2 separate regions of the Danio rerio genome follow, and region 1 is linked to region 2. A link is a contact called in public HiChIP or PLAC-seq data. All regions are on one chromosome and are shown on one strand. Each heading gives the region's core, a stretch centred on a gene start, on an enhancer-like site or on the middle of the called end of the contact. The rest is flanking DNA. Distances are from core to core; before and after follow the strand shown.

Region 1 (2,700 bases), core at 178-2,677, 270 kb before region 2:
GGCCTCTGTTCCGTCACAGCTTTGGAAGCTGAAATGGTCTCCGCTGCCCGTCAGTGATCCAAGAAAGCTTTGAAAGCCACGGCTTGTTGGCAGACACTCGGGACGACAGAAACCCAGGTGCCATTTCCCTACCATGTGGGTGCTGTAGCCAGCCTCCTGGAGCCTCTCAGGGAGCGTCGGCGTGTCAGGGGGCAGGCACAGGGGCTGACGTGCACGAATGATGGAGTGTTGAAGACCAGTATGGATCTGATACCTGAAGCAGAAGATAAGCGGTGATGTGATAGACAGAACACATATCAAGAGTTTCTCAAATCTGCCATGCAGTCTAGCTCATACCCTGATCAAACTCAGCGACCTGTCATTTTCTATGACCTCCAAAGACTTTGATTAGTTTGCTCAGCTAATACATTCATTTCCATGCAACTTTTTATGTATTAAGTGCAAATGGAGTTCAACTTTAGGCTTAAGGTGTTTTTGATTAGGGCAGGAGCTAAGCTCTGCAGCGTAGTGGGGCACTCCATGACCAGAATGAACCCTTGTCTATACCAAAAAGATAGGTCACTCTTTATTTTCATGGTCTGTATGTTGCATTTAAGTTACATTGCAACTAATTCTCATTAGATTTTAAGTAGACTGTTAGGTTGAGGTTGGGGTTAGTGTAAGTTGATATGTACTTAAAAAGTTTCTTATAGTCAGTTCAACAGATATTAAGCAGACGGTCTACTAATACTCAAATGGACCATCAAAATAAAGTGTTACCTTTAATCACAACATAACAACAATCCTGCTAATATTGAACGTGATAAAATATAAACGCAATAGTATAATCTAAATAAGATTATGTCTAATAGTATGTCTCTCATTAAAATACAAATGGTTTAACGTTTTGTTTAACCAAGTCGTGCTATTATAACAAAAAAGTGGGTCTCTTACCGTCCAGTCATAAGCTGGCTGCGTGAGGGTGAACAGATGGGCTGAACATAGTAGTTTTCCAGCTTCACCCCTTCGCCAGCCAGCTGGTCCAACACGGGTGTTTGGATCTCTGAGCCATGGTACCCTATGTCATTGTATCCTTGGTCATCCACCATCACGAAAACAATATGTGGGGGAACTCTACCCCGTTTGACGACCTTTCCTTCTATAGTGTGTATTAGTCCTAGAAGCAAGCAGAATCCGAGTCCCAACACATCCATAATGTGAACGTCAATCCACCACCTCACTGGTCTATTAAATAACGACTTTTAATGTTGTAAATGTTGACTTCCAAATGAATCAAGCCAAGTTAATAGAAAAGGCTTGCTGTTGTGATCCATCATAGTGCATAAAGTTAGTTCTTCCACCCCAGTAAAAATGCTATTTTTTTAAGCCAGTGCTGATAAATGAAATCTTGCCTGTAGTTTGTTCTTCTCGGTTTGTGAGGCTAGGATGGTATACTGTACGTCTGAGTAACATTATGAACTGTCCAAAAGTAAACACTGCTGTCTTCTAACAGGACAATGTTACATTCCTCTAGCTCTCACTCACAGGATCAGGATTACAGACTATACAAGTGTAAAAAGCAAAACAAAGATTATTTCAAATTGAGACTTTCACAGATTATTCTGTGACATGGTTTCTGCAGGTTGCACAGAGTTAAATTTAACACTTTAAGACATTTTGAGAGCAATATGAATGGAATTTTAGACCCATAAAGGGCTAAAGACTAAGAAATTTTTCAAATGACCCAGATGAAAAAGATTTTTTTTTGCCATATCAACATTTCTTTTAAATAATTTAATACATTTAAAAATACAATAATACATTATTATTTAAAAATTAAAATATTTTACATTACATTTTTAGCATCTTTGGCCAGATTGAGCAGCAATACATGAACAAAGAAAAATACGACCTGTTCAAAAAAAAAAGATTTAAGACCTACAGCACAATATTTCAGTAAATGTAAGACTTTTTAAGGCCTAAAAATTGGATTTTAAGATTTAAGACATTAAGACCCTACAGAAACCCTGTGTTAACTTAACATTACAGTTAAATCTAGTTTTACTGCATGACGTGCATTCAGAGCTTATTGTGAAGTGGAATCTTGGAAATTTTGGAATCATGAAGAATTCAGGGAATACACTGTTGACACCACCTGGACGGTAAGTGTATTACACCACAAGTAAAGCTGTGCTGGTGAGACAAAAACCAACATATTGTTTCATTGATCCTCTAATTATCCCAGAACCACAGAAAGGCCTTCACCTGATAATGAGTTCCTAGAACAGAGGCTGACTTCCGTGTATACATGCTGAGTGATGTTAAATGTGAACATGAGTACTGAAAAGCACTGATCTGTTGTACTGACACCGATGTGAATGTAGTCTATGAAGCACTGATTAGCTGCATATCAATTAAAGGGATAGTTCACTTGCGCTCATGTTGGCCCAAACCTGTATGAAAAAACAATGTCATAATTTATGTACCATAATTAAGCTTTTTAAGACCATTTTCACTTTGAAAGATACAGAAACATTTGTTTTCGACACTGTAACAGGGTGATTTACTAAAAAGAGTCAACTTAGCTTCAAATGCTACTGTAAAGTTGATCATTTTTTATTCTTATTTTTTTTTTGTTTATTTACTACATATTTTTAAAGGGTTGGTTTAACCAAAGATGAAAAATGTGTTTTTATTTGAGCGGAATGGTGGCTAAGTGGA
Region 2 (2,700 bases), core at 74-2,573:
AGTAGCATTTTAGTAAACAAATTAACAACAACAAAGACTTAACTAATTGAGGTTCCTATTTAGGCGAATGTATTACATAATATTTTGTTGTTGGAGCAAATACATTCTAAATGCTGAACAAACTTCTGCAGTAGTACTACGATGTCAAGTTCTTTAATTGTGTTAGTTGCCAAATAGTGATGGAGAAAAATGTATGACAGATAGACAAGTCCCCTACAATATGACAATATAACAAATTGAAACTGTATTATATCATCTACAGTTACTTTTGCATGTAACTGTTTAACAAATGTTTTAGATTATTCTGCACAATATCTGACACATTTGTCTGTATATAATTGGAGATGTTTAATTAAAAAAGTAATGAACAACAGCTCCAAACCATGGCAATATTAACCAAATTAATTGAGGTAAGAAGGTTTGATATTTCGCACATTCGTTCCTTTAATGGCCCATATAATGTTTACCACGCTAAGTTGTATATTGAGTCTGAAATAGCATGCAAGGATGATTTCAAATCAATATTAGCACTATGTAATTGACTGTGAACAATGCTGTACTTTAATAGTCATTTGCTGCTAATATGATTTCACTATTTAAAATTTGCAAAGAATACTTCTCTGAAATTATATTATTGAGCAGAAAGTCTGAATGTGCAAATATAAAACCAACTTCACCTCTATTACCAAATTAGCCAAGCAGGGAGATGTATAGAGCCACAGTTTGACTTGGTAGGTCTAAACATGTGGGTCATGTGACAATGTTGTCCATAAGTTAAGAATACATCCTAAAGGTCAAAGGTACAGTCAAGCCAACTCACGGTGTGCTCATGTTACAATGACAGCACATAGAAACAATCATCCTCTATTACCTTTAATCTTCACAGTGGGGGAATTTGGGCCGGCAGACTGTTTCCTCCATCCTCTCCAGTTCTGGCAGAGACTTTCTGCCTCTGATATGAATGAGCACAGGGAGTCCTCCTCAAAACGGTCTGAATCTTCAAAGGAGAACCTCTCTCCATCTTCCCACTCAGCGAACATCAGTTCCATCACATCTGCTGTGTGGAGACCTGGACGCCTCAACTGAACGTGCCTGTGCGCTCCTGTTGTTTTGAGAGAGTGACACTCGCCCAGGGGGAGGGGAAACTCACACTCAACCCAAACACAGCGTGAGGGGCCCTAGGAAGTCCCTCAAGAAGACTGTGTCTGTCTTAGAAATAGATATTTACGGTTTTAAATTGAGCATTTGTGAATCTCAAGTGTGGAGTTAATCCATATTTTTTCACCCAAATTGCTGAAAACACTTTAGTTCTTAAAAAAACTGACACAACCCATAACTAAAACTCAAATAAACCTCTAGACGTATAACTTTTCCCCCTAAATAAGTGTTCTTGCATTGTCAAGTAGGAACTTATAAGTCGAAAACACCCTAAAAGGTGTGTCGTTGGACCTCTCACGATTTAAATAAATTTGACCCCCTCTACAGTGGTCTGATTGCAAACAAGTTTTCGAACTGCATAGCAAGTTGTGTTATTTGACAGCATTAACTGTAGTGACTTCCTTGTCAGTAAAGTTCAGGGCTTATTAGCAAGCAGGAGTTCTTTTCACTCGAATGTTCATTTAAACCCCCTCTCCTCTGTTTGTCCTATCAGCTGAGCCTCGAGTCCCTCAGCAGCTCCACGGCTAACAAAACAAAAGAGCGGTGAAGAAAACAAAAACAGGTCCCCAAGTACAGCTAATGACCCACCGCGGGTTTATTTCACTTAAATAAGGCCATTTCACAACGGCAAACCCGTGTTAACCCCAAACAACCCTTGGTACGGTTGTTTTTATTTCGATCGAGGTAGCTCTGCTAACTCCGAGAAGCTAGTCGGGTTAGCCTGCTAGCTTTTCTAGCTAGCCCGAAATAGCAAACAATTCAAAAACTGTCAAAATAAGCGCTGACACGGCATGTGCTTATGCCCCTACACATAACCAGACGGAATAACGCTGTTTTGACGTTTTGGCACAAAAGCCTTGGTCCCTAATCCGAGTCTTGTCGATCCACTGGGTTACCCAAAACAAACGACCGGCCAGTGCTCTTATCTCAGCATTGTGCCTCAAAGTGGGTTTACAGTCAAATCAGACGACTAAAATGCAGAGTTGACCCCCCGACCAGGACATACGTCCATCCGTGGAAAACATATTTAATGTTAATTGTCTTTATGCCACCTCTAGCTGCCTCGTATCTGTCTTCTCCTTTGTGTGTTAAAGCTTGTCATCCGCTTGTCTTCATGTGCCACCGGCCAGCTCTCTTCCAGTCCCCCGTTTGCAAGCAGCCAGCGCTCTCTGGATCCAAAATGTCTTTTAAAGCTGACAATTTGGAGTCGAGATCCCCCTGTACTCTCTGTCCTGCCCCCCTCCTCTCCTCTCTCTCCGCTCCGCTCGGCTCGGGAAGATGAAGATGGCTCTTCTGCATCAGCTGATCCGCACTTCCGCTCGACGTTAAAGCCAGACAAACAAGCTTCCAAAAATCACCGCATGATATAAACGTATGACAGTTATTTGTTTATGAGTGTGGCCTGTTGCTAATAAATCATAAATCACCTGTTATGCATTTCATCTCTTTGATTTAACACAATTCTTGAGTTTTAAATGATAAATACTGTGCAACAGATTGTCATGGGTGTTTTTGGACATCATATTTAAATATAATAATAAC

Evidence for each region. HiChIP or PLAC-seq counts read pairs in DNA pulled down with a chosen protein or histone mark.
Region 1: an H3K4me3 HiChIP or PLAC-seq map of gastrula embryo shows a contact between it and region 2, with 3 times the contacts expected there. The contact joins the promoter of si:dkey-174i8.1 here to the promoter of zswim8 in region 2. A contact is called at or near these places in 2 of 4 datasets of contacts at active chromatin or transcription factors (embryo and gastrula embryo).

What each region holds. Positions count from the first base shown.
Region 1 is chr13:25,249,882-25,252,581 of GRCz12tu, reverse strand. si:dkey-174i8.1 reads right to left here and starts at 1,427. Exons shown (of 3, transcript XM_021480786.3): 1 at 934-1,427; 2 at 1-253. The coding sequence starts at 1,193.
Region 2 is chr13:24,979,965-24,982,664 of GRCz12tu, reverse strand. zswim8 (zinc finger, SWIM-type containing 8) reads right to left here and starts at 1,323. Exons shown (of 26, transcript NM_001145707.1): 1 at 872-1,323. The coding sequence starts at 1,049.